2 separate regions of the Sus scrofa genome follow, and region 1 is linked to region 2. Evidence: chromatin contacts called from public HiChIP or PLAC-seq data. All regions are on one chromosome and are shown on one strand. The core of a region is the stretch at or near the end of the contact, and the rest is flanking DNA. Distances in the headings are between cores, read along the strand shown. Region 1 has its middle 40 kb from the start of PARM1. Region 2 has its middle 85 kb from the start of BTC.

What was found. HiChIP or PLAC-seq counts read pairs in DNA pulled down with a chosen protein or histone mark.
Region 1: a contact with region 2 is called in an H3K27ac HiChIP or PLAC-seq map of skeletal muscle. The contact joins two enhancer-like sites. A contact is called at or near these places in 1 of 47 Hi-C or Micro-C datasets (skeletal muscle) and 1 of 2 datasets of contacts at active chromatin or transcription factors (skeletal muscle).

The regions. Positions count from the first base shown.
Region 1 is chr8:70,747,025-70,749,724 of Sscrofa11.1, reverse strand. No RefSeq gene overlaps it. Among named protein-coding and RNA genes, the nearest start is that of PARM1, 40 kb to the left of the region's middle. Within about 2 kb of position 1,349, at least 7 of the 83 cell types and tissues checked have an H3K27ac peak or open chromatin away from gene starts, as enhancers often do. A contact at or near this core is called in skeletal muscle, where this site is marked.
Region 2 is chr8:70,608,668-70,611,367 of Sscrofa11.1, reverse strand. No RefSeq gene overlaps it. Among named protein-coding and RNA genes, the nearest start is that of BTC, 85 kb to the left of the region's middle. Within about 2 kb of position 1,312, at least 2 of the 83 cell types and tissues checked have an H3K27ac peak or open chromatin away from gene starts, as enhancers often do. A contact at or near this core is called in skeletal muscle, where this site is marked.

The DNA of each region.
Region 1 (2,700 bases), core at 100-2,599, 140 kb before region 2:
TTCGCTGCTTCCAAGGAAACTAATACATTTGAAAAGATTCAGTGGTGAGGCCCATGTGTGAAGAGAGTTTTAGGGAAATGCAAAGCAAAGTGGATGAGAGGTCCTAAACCTGAGGTCCCTTGAAAGACATCAGATCCTCCATGGCTTGATCTAAGGGACGATGACCATCTTTTTTTTTTGTGTTTAGTTGGTAAAGCCCCATCTCCCTAGCAGGGTAGGCAAGCATTTAAGGCTAGAAGTGGAGTCCCCTCTCCCCTGGCTTAGTCTCCTTGGGTTTGCTCTGTTCTAGGCTGCCATCTGGTGGTCATGAAGGATCAACCAGTTACCCCGTCAGGGAAAAATTCCACCAAAGCAAAGGCATGGCCATTTTGTGGTTAGCTCTTGCCAGTAAATATGCCACAGGATTATTTATTTTCATTTTCTCGTGTGCATAAATCAGAGTGGCAGTCTGAACTTGACCACGCTTATCACAGTCTTTAAAAATACTTCAAGTATTTTGACCTAGTGCTACCATTTTCAAAAATATATTTCAAAGAAAGGCATGCAGACAGATTTATGTGTCAGCATGTTCCACCAAGTGTAATTTATAATGGCAATTTTGGAACTAATCCAAATGTTCAAAAATCAGGATTGTTAAAATTAGAGTGTTTCATTCCATGGTGCGCTCATACTTTAGAGTAACGTTTAAAGACATGGGAAAATGTTTATGATAGATTATGAAGTGAACAAAACCAATGAAAACTCCACGATCCTGGTTTTGCTTTTCTGAATATTTCCTCCTTTCAAAGTCATGAAAATGTAATACTTTTGGAAGCAGAAAGCCAAAAAAAAATCATAGCAAATATATAAATATGGTTACATGCACAGCAGTGTATCTGTACCAACTTTTTTCAAAGTAACAAGTCCTTTAAGATATCTCTCCTGAAACTTTGTTCAGTAAACATGTTCCTATAGAAAAATCGGTGCAAAAGGTCATGAACAATTGCCTCACTGTTCTGATGATCTTAAGTAATAATCCAGGAAGCTTGAGCCTGCAGCTGCCACTTGAAGTTTGCTAATGGGTCTCGTGGTGGAGACAAAAAGCATGTTATTTCTTGCATGACCCTTGACTCATTAACTTGTTCTAAGGCTTATATTTTGCTTCTAGGGGTTGTTGGTGGGGCTGTGGAAGAAGATGCTGTTTAAATCACTGTGCAGCGTGTGCCATCACCGGGGCTCAGTTTTATAATTGGACAGAGTCCATTTAAAGCTTTTTCGAGATGTAGCTTTGAGATTTTTCTCTGTACCCTGCACAGGTATAAATAGACTGCTTTGCTGGCTTCGCTGGGAGATTTGCCCAGAAAGAGAAGGTTAAAGGGATCTCACAGGTTTTCTTAAATAGGAGCATCTGCCCTTGGCTCTTGGGAGCAGCCACGGGGCGAGCCAAAGCCACCTAGGTGTCCCTTTCATGGGGTTTTACATTTCATAGCTGTTTGCTTAATAAACTCGGGCGCAATTTCCACATACATGGTTAACATGCTCTCAGGCACCAGGTGGCAGGTCCAAGAAGAGGAAGATCATTTTCAGAGCTCCCCGCTGGCTCAATAAACACTTTCCAGTTCTCCTAATGAGATGGTGAACCTCTTTTTATCATTTAGCCCTGGGCTCAACAAACCTCTCATGGATGTTACCGGAGCAGTTTATAATTTCCACTTTTATTAGTGTCAACACCATTGCTGTTAGATTGACAAACAGGAATTCAACTAATCCTTCAGCTTTACAGTTGGAAATAGATCCCCTTCTGTATCTTTTACTGCATGAATTCTGCTAAATTCCTGGCTGGGCATAGCCAGTGTTGCTACGTAGTCATTTTCAAAGAAATAGGAGTGAAATCTGAGTGTTGTACATTAACCTATGTGTGTTTTTAAAACAGGTGCCAAGATAAATTGACTTATTCCTCTGACTGCTGTCTCACTTGGCTGGAAATATGAGTGTGTGCAGTAGACTATGGTTAAGTGAATGTAAAACATTTTAAGTTATCGAGTAGTTCTTCCTCTCCCGTTGGTCACGTTTCAGGAAGGAATTCAATAACTACCCATTGGCTGCTTTTCTGTATTGGTGGTGTTTTCTTTTCTCTAAGTAAAACATTCTCAAAATAACATTCCCTGGGAGATAGGATTCAATGCACACATATTCACTTTATCCATAGCCCTTTGTATATAACACAAGTCATGTTCTAATGTCATCAAGATTTTTAAGATAAAGTGGATGGAGGAGATTAGTGCCAAAGTTACAGAAAATCAAGGACAGAGAATTTGCTTTTCAAAGTTAGACCTTTTTTTTTGCGTGTGTGTGTCTCTTTGCCTTTTCTAGGGCCACTTCCTGCAGCATGTGGAGGTTCCCAGTTTAGGGGTCCAATCAGAGCTGCAGCTACTGGCCTACGCCAGAGCCACAGCAACGTGGGGATCTGAGCCGAGTCTGCGACCTACACCACAGCTCATGGCAACACTGGATCCTTAACCCACTGAGCAAGGCCAGCGATTGAACCCTCGACCTCATGGTTCCTAGTCAGATTCATTAATCACTGCGCCACGATAGGAACTCCGAAGGTTAGACATTTCTAAAGTCTCATGTGTTTTAACTTTATGTAAAATTTTAACCTTTAAGAAATTGTTCTCACTATTCCTTCTGCTTAATGCATTTGGCTACTTTCTGAGATTT
Region 2 (2,700 bases), core at 63-2,562:
TAAGGAGCTTGTTGGTGTTAGTCTCCTTAATAGGGGAGGTAACTGGTCCTAGTAGATGGGAAATAACAGAAGATAAGCGGGACAGATGAGGACAACCCAGGAAAGAAAGAAAAAGTCCCCGACGTTTTCTGCAAAAGAAACCAACGTTTAAAAGAAAGCTTAACTTGGGAGTTCCTATCATGGCTCAGCGGTAACCAACCCGACTAGGATCCATGAGGATGCAGGTTCGATCTTTGGCCTCAGTCATTGGATTAAGGATCCGGCGTTGCTGTGAGCTATGGCGTAGGTCGCAGACTCAGCTCGGATCCCGAGTTGCTGTGGCTCCGGCATAGGTCGGCAGCTACAGCTCTGATTCAACCCCTAGCCTGGGAACCTCCATGTGCTGTGGATGCCGCCCTAAAAAGCAAAAAAAAAAAAAAAAAAAAAAAAAAAAAAAAAGGAAACTTAACTATGCCTTCGGCTCTTCCATGACACTGGATACAAATGCCTTTTATTGCAAATTGTCTATCGGTTAAGTCCTCTGTTCTAGAGTGGGAAAGAAGACTCTAGGTGGTTACAGAAAGGGTGCATGGCCTGGGGAAGCATTTAACATTGAAAGACCTTGGAAGGATGGATGACTAGAGGTCTGTCCACTGTGGGTCTTTGGAGCTCCTAGATTTTCCATGTCTAGTGAGGCTTTTCCTCATGTTTCTCACTATCTGTAAGTGAATATCTAAAAAAGCCATTATTTCAGAGTTCGCATTGTGGCGCAGTGGGTTACAAACCTGACTAGTATCCATGAGGCTGTGGGTTCGATCTATGGCCTTGCTCAGTGGGTTAAGGACCTGGAGTTGCTACAAGCTGTGGTGTAGGTCGAAGATGCAGCTAACATCAGGTGTTTCGGTATTGCCATGACTGTGTAGCTCGCATCTGCAGCTCCAGTTTGATCCCTAGCCTGCAAGGTTCCATATGCTGCAGGTGTGGCCCTAAAAAGAAGGAAAGAAAGAAAAAAAGCCATTTTTTCACCTGATAAGTTGAGAGCTCTGGATGTAAAATCCTTCCGGAATTGCCCAACATTTCCTTCTATTTTTGATGAAGAAAGGTCACGGCGTCTTCTTTTCAAATATTCATGTTTCAATGGCCAGGGCAGACGTCCACCAAAAAAAGGCATTTAAAAAACTGGCAATGAAATCTTTCCTCTGTAGAAAATCTTTGTCTGGCTGATGTCCAGGCCTCCTTCCCCATTTCGTGGCTCCCTGGAGCTCTGCTTCTGCGACTCAGACATTCCCGTGAGGGCAGCAGGTTTGCTGGTGTTCCTCTGAGGACAGAGATGGATGAGGTGTGGGGTTTGTTGATGTTCATGTGGTATTTTTAGTCCTCGGTTAGTAAAATTAGAGGCAGCCGCAGAGTGGCTCTTGTTTAAAAACAAACTCTCACATCTCTCCTGTGAAAGTCCCTTTCTTTAGGGGCATCTGTTTTAATAGGCTGCCCCTCACCCTGCCCCCCGCCGCCGCTGCTAGGCACACTGAATCCCAGCCTCACTGTCGCCAGCAACCTCTCTGGTCCCTAAAAGGTTTAGTGTGTTGTCAGAAGAATAGGGCTTACCAACTGCAATGATAAAATAATTGAGTTAAACTTGTTTCTAAAGGGTGGGGATTTTTGTCCATCTTAGGAAGTGTCTGCTAGAGCCCTTCTTAGCTCTGGTTGTTCCCTGGGCGGCTCAGAGTCTCAGGCAGAAAGAACATGCATTTCCAACTTTGGAGCCCATCCCTACCCTCATCCAAATAATGCATGGCTGCGAAATGGGTTTAAAGTTTCCTTGATTTGAATAAAGATAGAGATAGCTAGAGTGGATGAAACTCTACATTCTGCCTAAAAGAAGACAAAGGTATGTATGTGGATGTGGGCGTTGGTATGCACACAAACACACAACGGGGTGTATCTGCGTGTATCTCCTTTTCCACACCAGGCACTTATGCTGGGCCTTCATTTCCACATTCCCACATTGATTTAGGAACCACAGGCTCTACCCTCTGTTTCACTTCATGGGTCAGGTGCTGTTGACAAAAGAGTGGTGTTATCTACCCAAGGCAGTTTGGATGGTCTTCAGTAGAGTGTTGGGCTGTAGCTGGATGTTCCACTGGAGGTTTACAGGCATTGTCCTGGCAACTGACCACAGGAGGCCAGTACTCTGGGGCAAGGAGACAACAGCTGCTGTGACTCTTCCCTGAAGGACCAAACATCCTACATAGCTGGTTTCCATGGGCTTCATTGACCAGAGATGCCAGCAGAGCAGGCTCCTGGTATTGCTGTCTGCTTTTCTCCAAGGGATACTTCTTCATCTCCCACACAACCCAGGTAAGTTACCAGGGCTCCAAGTTCAGGGACACAGAGAGAGGAGAGGAGTTTGGTCCTTTCCCTCTTCTTTCCCCCATTCTTTCATTAGCTGCAATCTTCCTTTGTGATTGACTGTTTTTAGCATAAAACCATACACATCCTCCCCTGAACAACACAGATTCTTTCTTCCTTTTTTTTTTTTTCCTTTTTGTTCCAATAATATCACTGCTATTTTAGGCACTGGGAATGCCTCCAAGAGAGTAATGGAAAGGCCACATACATGGAAATGAGAAAGGAAAAGCACAAGAATTAATGTATTGTACTGGGTAGTAGATACATTTAAATATGTGTGGAGTGTTGCTCTTGAAACCAAAGGATTATTTC